2 separate regions of the Mus musculus genome follow, and region 2 is linked to region 1. A link is a contact called in public promoter capture Hi-C data. All regions are on one chromosome and are shown on one strand. The core of a region is the stretch at or near the end of the contact, and the rest is flanking DNA. Distances in the headings are between cores, read along the strand shown.

Region 1 (3,700 bases), core at 729-3,228:
CTAGTAATCACAACTACCTCGAAGAGTCAGAAACTGATCTCAAACATTGTTGTCAGTGCACTGCCTAAATTTCAACTGCTCAATGGGCCCTGGTGAGACTGACTATGCAGCACACTCACACAAACAACTGTATCAACTTCTCTTAGGCAAAGAAGAGGCTGTGAAACCTGCAGCTCCTTTACTCAAGTAAACTAAGAGAACCTTACCATTCACCATACTCGTGTCAGCTCCACGTATGGAAAGCAACTGTTTGTAAATTATTGCCTTTGAAAACTCACCAACTATAAAAACATTGTTTTTCAATCAATTAAAGAAAAACATCTCAATATAAACAAAAACTTAAAAGCCAAGGTCCACCCCACGGCAACTATGCAGATAAAACCCACAATTCTTCAATGACCTCTATAAATGACTTTTAATAAAAGAAGGTAATATCCCCCAAGAATCTGCAAAATTGGAAAACGCCTATTAAAACTTCCAGGTTTATACTTCGGCAGATCTGTTTGTATAATGCACAATGTGCCGCTGGGTGACTACCATATCTATCTGAACGCCTCCAACCAAACAAAGATTAAAAAAAAATAAAATTAAAAATCTGGGTCTGAATCTACAGAAAACAAAAGACAGAGGAGAAGGGGGAAAAAAAATTTTAAAAAATCTTGCCAAGGTTCCTCCGCGGCTCAAAGGCCTTCTTGTGAAATGCTAATGCCACTTCGGAGCAGTTAGTCACCAGCTATTGTGTGGAGCTGGAGAAAGCTGAGCCGGCCGCGCGTGCAGAGCAAGCAAGGAGCTGGCGAGCGCGCTCTCCAGGCTTGCGCCGCTCCCGCTGCCGCCGCCGCCGCGCGCGCGCCCCCGCGCGGATACGCGCGCCGGCCCCTCCTCCTCTGGCCTTGCACTGCACAACACTCATGACGTATCTTTATTTCTAGCACATTAACAAAATATCACAAATAAATTGTCCGCGGACCCCGCGGCCCCGGGGCGCCCGCACCCCCGGCTGCCGCCCCCCGCAGCCCCCGCTCCGGCCTCCCAACCCTCCCCGTGGCCTTTGCAGCTTTTCCCGTTCTGGGGCCAAGTTTTTGTCTCTGTAAAAAATTGCGGGAAATTCAATTTTTATTCGACTCGGGGAAAAGTTTCTTTGCAGTGCGCTAGGAATGTCTCACCAGATTCTGGTAGGTCCTGGGGTGCTCCTTCCCGGTCCAGTCGGTGCGCCGGGGCAGCAGCTGCGGGGACAGGACGCCCGGTGAGCGCGGCCCCCGGCCCGGACCGACGCCGCTCCCCTCCCCAGTCCGCCCCGCGCCCCGCCGGGGACCCCCCGCGCCCCGCGTCCCGCGCCCCGCCGGACGCCCGAGCTTGCGCAGCGGCCCGGGGGAGGCCGTGCGGCGGCGGGACGGCGCCGGGCCGCCGCGCCCTTACCTCCTTCTCGGCCACTTCGCGGATCAGCACCTGCAACAACAAAGCGGGGACGCTGAGCCCCCGCGCCCCGGGCCGCGGCCCCGCCGCCGCCGCCGCCCTCCCCCACGCCCGCGGGCGGCCACCGCGAGCGCCCGCCCGTCCCCGCGCCGCGCGCCGCCTACCTGAGCCGCCTGCTGACAGGGTCCATCTTCCAGGAACCGGGCGATGAGGAAGTAGAGCTCTGCGCGGGAGAGAAGGACGGGGAGACACGGGCTGAGCGGCCGCGGGGGGCGGGGGCCCGCGGGCGAGTCCGCCCGGCGCGGCGGCCCCGCAGCGCCCGACTTACCCGATCGCAGCTCCGAGAGGCCTTTCCTCTCACGAGACATGTTTGCGGGTCACTTCGGGGCCGCCGGCGGGACACCCCGCCGCCGAGGGGACGCGGGGACGGTGCCGCCGCCTGCCCTGTAGCTGTCAGTGTGTGCTCACGAGCCGAGCCTCGGCTCCACCATTCAAGCAACGGCGGCGGAGGCGGAGGAGGAGGAGGAAACAACAACTCTCAGGCAGCGGCCCCGGCTGCGGCCGCCTCCGCCGGGATCCCTCCGCCGCAGAAAGGAGTCCGCGCCTTCGCGGCCCCGCACTCGCCGCCCCCGCCCCCCGCGGGAAAAGGAGTGCCTCGGCCTAGGCCCGCGCCCGCGCGGTCGTCGCTCCGCGCGCCCTGGGCCGCCACTTATTTATTTATTTCCAGCGCGAGGAGATGTCGGAGCCGAAGCGGCGGGCTGCCTGGCGGGCGCTTTCTCTAAAGAGGCCGCGGGCGGGAGGGAGAAAGGGAGGGAGGGGAGGAGGGGGCCGGCACGGCTGCGCGGAGGGATCTGACGCACACGGAGCCGCAGCACAGGCTCTATTCAGCGGCGCTGGCTGGGTTGAGATGGAAGTTAGTTTCTATGTAGCAGAAATAGGAAACAAATGAAGCAAAACTGCTCAAAGAGGGGAAATGCCGGGAGGACTGGGCTCACTCTCACGCACGCACAGAGACTCTCAGCGAGCACTCTCAAGCTGGGCCAAGTCGGGATCGCGCTGCCCTGCCCGACTTGAACGCTAGTGTTTGCTTTCAGTCTTGCCATGTGCATGTGTATAAATGCTGCGGATTGGCATCCGTGTAAGTCTTGTCCTGCGATATTTCTGCAGCCTGGGCAAGTGTTGTGTAATTTATTGGAGTGCCGTGGGTTGCAATAGAGGTTCGGGCTTTTTTTTTTTTTTTTTTTTTTTTGAGCCACTTGCGTTCTGCAAACCCGTTATTCCCCGAAGCCACCTCTGCATATTTCTTTTATTACTACCATCGCCTGAAGCGTTCGTTTAAAAAAAAAAAATGTTTTTGTTTTGATAAACGGGCAAGAGGAACTCCAGATTTGTACTTCAGCTCATCTTTTCCCCCACTTATTACAAAAAGGCTAGTGATGGCTAATTAGGGATTTGGAAGTGAAGAACCTTAAAGCTTTTTAAAGTGTTTACAAGAAGGGCTAATATAAACCTGAAGGAAAGGAAAGGGCGCTAGCTAATACTTATCTCTAACTGATATGGAGGTAAATTACTGACACGGTCGATAACCTACCGAAGGTTATTGAAAGAGTATATTACAGTTTAGCAAAGGTGATTAGTGATTAAATAATTTAAATTATCTGTGTATCTTGCAGTTGACTTCGTCATGCTAATTAATGGCTTCTAATTTACGGTGTAAACCATTCCTGTTTACAGTTAATCACGGGAAGACTTCTTAAAAACTGGCGAAAAGCAGAAACAAAAATCTTTTCGTAAATCCTAATGTAATTACTGGTTTTATATGATACATCGTTCATCTGTGTTTTGCTGATGAGGATAGGGGCCTTGTTATTTTTAAAACGAATATGGGTGAAATTAATGGAAACAATGGAAAAGGCCGTTTGTTAAAAAACAAGGACACCGAGTGATATTTATCTCCAGATGAATTAAGCACTTTCCAAAAAGACTTTGAGAGTTCAATTTTTTTAAAGGTTGGCCTTTTAAAGAGAATTAGGCTAGTCATTCTTTTGTTAATCCTTAACAAAAGATCCTCTTTGAATTTCTTAGATAATAAGCTGCATTTTATGGGTCTGATTTTAAAAGGTAATTTGTGAGGTAAGGACCAAGAAGCTGGATTGTGGTTTTCCGGGATTGTTTCCTCAAGCCCTGCACCCTCCTAGCTCCCTGCCTTCCTAGTGGGAAATGCTGCAGCCGCCTTAGGCTGTACTGCAAGAGCACTAAAACACCAGACATTCTCACACATGTGAGC
Region 2 (3,700 bases), core at 572-3,071, 5.5 Mb after region 1:
TAATGTTATTTTGCAAGTGTTAGTTCTTACCTGCAACGTAAATTTCATCTAGTTTTTCAGCAACTTTCTGTGGTAAACCAGCATCAAGCAATGTCTGAAAATTTTCTGAATGGATAACTGCTGAAGTAGTATCCATGGGCTCTTCAGTACCATTTCCATTAACATGTTCTGTAGCCATGTTTCCAGAGATCTGTTCAAACGCAATAAGCAAAATTAAACTAGGATCTTCAAACAGAATAGAGGACAATGACAGTCCCAATCTTTACTTTCTCTACCACTTAACTACAACCAGCCAGCCTGAACCTCCCTTGAAAGAAACCTTAAAATCACTATCGCCTGACAAGCCAGATTTTGGAGCTCGGGTACAGAAGGACCGATTCACTAGATTCTTCCTGAGCACCACCCCTGACTTCACCTGCTAACACTCACTGAGAAAAACCTTATTACAAATGAAGCCCAATCAGCACAGCGACCGGCCCAGCCTGCCACATGCAGCAGTTCCAAAACGGAGAATAAGGTGTGTGAAGCAAGCAACGCTGGGCTTGTCTCTCTCCAAGGTAAACCAGAAAGTGCGCTTTTCCCGCCTGCCGCTTATAGATCAGTAACAACAGCCAGCGAAGAACAAAGCGCTCACACAAGCCACCTTCCCACCACCCAATTCCTCCACCCTTCACCCCCACACCCCAAAGCCCGCCCCCGACTCCGCACCCGGAGCGGCAGCCTCGCCACTGCGGCCGCCAGGAACCCATTAGAAACACGTGCTCTGCGCCTTCAAATGTCCTACAACTTCCTTCAACGGAAACCCACCGAGTACCGGGCCAAGACGGTCATCACCGCCTCCCAACATCAACCCGCAGTCGCGGTGCGAGCCCCCTGAACCGTGCAACCGCACCATCTCGCCCCTCAACACTGAGGCCGCCGCGGCGCCAGGCCACGGGCTTTCCCCGCCCCCCAGCGCTGCCGTCTCCGCCGTGACACATGGCTCTCCGCCCCGGGCGCTCCCGGGCGCCCGCGACCCCCAGCCTCCCGCACCCCTCGGTGCAGTGGCTGCGGCGCCGAGGCCGACAGCCCGCGCGGGGAGGGCGTTCCGCCGCCAAGCACACGCCCGCGGGAGCCGAGCACCGCCCAAGCCCGCCGGCCGGTCGCGGGACAGCACCCCGCGCCTCTCCGCCCACTCCCGCGCCGCCGGCCACGACAGCACCAAGTCCGCCGCTCGCGCTCCGCGCGGGCCATCGGGCTGTCGAGGCGCCTCCTCCCGGAGCGCCGCAGACAAAGCCCAGCCGCGGCTGCACATGGGGAGAGGAGGAAGTGGCGGCGCGGCCGCGGCCTACTCTCCGGCAGCCCCGGCCAACGTGCTCTTCTCTCCCCCTTGGAATCCATTTTCCAGAAAAGCCGGTTTCTCCCCGCGCCGCCCTCCCCCAAGCACCCTCCACAATGTCACGGAGCTCCCCTCCCGGACCCGGGGGCCCGCGGTCGTTACCTCCCCGCGGGGCTGGGGCCGAGGAATCCTGTCCGACCGGGTCGGCTGGCGGGGAACGCGTGCTCGCTGCTCCCTGTGTCCGGCGCGAGTGGAGCTGTTGTAAAATGGCGGCCGAAGCTCACGCCGCTGGCAGCAAACCCGATCCAGTTCCACTCGCCTCCGAGCGCGCTCCCGGTGCGCGCGCGCCCCCGCGTGACCCCCCTTCCCTCCCCTCCCTGGCGCGTCCGCTTCTCTCCCTCACTCCCTCAGCTCAGCCCCTGCCCTCCGACAGCTCCTCCTTCTCCCCTCGCCACCTCCGCCGGCCGCTAGCCGCCCTGTCCTCTCAGCCTTCGTCCTTCCTTCCCTGCACCTCCTCCCCCAGCTTCCCCACTCCCGTCCGCGGCCGCTCACACACGAGTGGCCGCCCTTCTTCCTCTCTGGCTCTCTCTGGCTTCACGCCCTCCCTCGCTAGCTCTCTCTCGGCCCCGTCCCCAGTCCCTGCCGAGTCGCTCTTTCTCTCTCCCGCGCTGACGTGACGACGCAGACGACGCCGCGGGACGCGCGCCCGCGAGCCCCGCCTCTCGCCCCGCCCCTAACTCCCGGTCGGGGGGGGGGGAGAGACCCCGCCCTTCCGCCGCGGCGACAGCGAGGGGCCGAGTGAATGAGAGACCCGCCCTCTGTGCGGACACTCCCTCTCGCTCCGCGGGCGGGGCCGCCGGCTCGGCGTGTCCCACTCGTTCTTTGTCAGGAGACAAGCATATCCCCACCCCGCCCTCCCCGCCCCCCACCGCCCCACCGCCGGCCTGGGCTCCGAGGGTGCCCGACGTTGGCTGCCCGCTCTGCCGGGGCTGGGGCTGTCGCCGCCGCGGCCGCCCCGCGCCCTGGGCGCTGGAGAAGCTGCAGGCGCACGTGTCCCCCGGGGCGGGGCGAGGCGAGGCAGACAATGGGGCTGCGGGGGAGGGGAGCTGCACGGGGAACGGCGGAGCTCGGGGCCACCCGGTGGCGGGGCTGGAGTTCGGGAGTCACCCCGGGGAGCCCCGGCTTCCGCTGCTAGACAATGGGGTATCCCGCGGCCCGGCGCGCGCCGTCCTCCGCTTCCACGAATACCCTGGGCGGAGGGAGGGGCGCCGCGGGTTTGCGAGGAAATCCCTGTGCCTCCGGCTCGGGGATGACAGGGAGGCCAGATTTGGAAGCTTAACCGACCCGGTGGTGTTGGATTGTGCAATATTCCGTTTCTGTCCCTGGCCTTTTAAGCAGTTAAGTGCTCCTCCTGGCACACTTTGAACAACTTGAAGCAGCACAAAGCTGCGTGATTAGGACTACTGTGAGGGAAATGTGTTTCTTTTCAAGCATCTTGGCAATTAAATGTTATGTGAAGTGACATTTCCTTTGTAACCATTTACTATGGACAAGAAAGACAAGACAAAGGCGTTTGTATCTCAGGCGATATGGATACTAATTTTATCCAGAGCGACTGTAATGAAAAATGGCATTATCCTCTTTGAAAAAAAAAACAAAAAACTACAATTAGAAAGCTACTTGTTCTTCCAAATGAGCTTTATGCTATGATAAGCCAGTAAGTAGTCCAAGGAAACTTAGATAAACACTCTTCAAAGTGCCTAGACACATAAAATTGAGCTTTTTTTCTGTTGACAGGTGGATCAAGTAGGAAATATTTCTGAAGTACTGCTATCCAAAACCTGCTTAATAAGGCTTTGCCTATCCACCGCCTACATCCCATACTACCAAACATATCCTTGCTATGGTATTTAATTAATTCAGCAAGATATTATAGTTAGTACCACAAAAGTCTGGATAATGATAGCATTGAAAAAACAACCAAAGTGGTAATAGAAAGACCGTAGGTTAAACAAGGTGGAGAAAGTTTGATACTTACAGTTCTTATTTAATGAGCCCTGAATAGAAAAGTGCCCCTCCCTAGGCAATGTCAAGAATTCTCGAATTGAAACCTCTCCTCTCCAACTCTGACCTAAATTCCTTTCATGTTTTAGACCCTTTTTTTCCCCTTGCATATTTTAAAAGATTTAATTATCTGTATGTGTGTGTCAGCATGTGAGTATGAGCATGTGAGTGCAGGTGCCCACAGAGGCAATGGATCCCACTGGAGCTGGAGTTACACGCAGTTAAGAACCAAACTTGGGTCCTCTTAAAAGAGCAGTAAGCCCCCTTAACTGCTGAGGCACGTCTCCAGCCCCCATACTTTTTTGGTTTTTTGGGTTT

The links. Promoter capture Hi-C pulls out the DNA fragments that hold promoters and counts their contacts.
Region 2: a contact with region 1 is called in a promoter capture Hi-C map of pre-B cells. The contact joins the promoter of Syncrip here to the promoter of Phip in region 1. A contact is called at or near these places in 2 of 39 promoter capture datasets (cranial neural crest and pre-B cells) and 1 of 484 Hi-C or Micro-C datasets (CD4 T cells).

The regions. Positions count from the first base shown.
Region 1 is chr9:82,973,511-82,977,210 of GRCm38.p6, forward strand. Phip (pleckstrin homology domain interacting protein) reads right to left here and starts at 1,979. Exons shown (of 40, transcript NM_001081216.1): 1 at 1,742-1,979; 2 at 1,578-1,636; 3 at 1,417-1,446; 4 at 1,164-1,223. The coding sequence starts at 1,781.
Region 2 is chr9:88,480,576-88,484,275 of GRCm38.p6, forward strand. It overlaps Syncrip (synaptotagmin binding, cytoplasmic RNA interacting protein), which reads right to left and starts at 1,822. Exons shown (of 11, transcript NM_019666.2): 1 at 1,481-1,822; 2 at 31-190. The coding sequence starts at 178.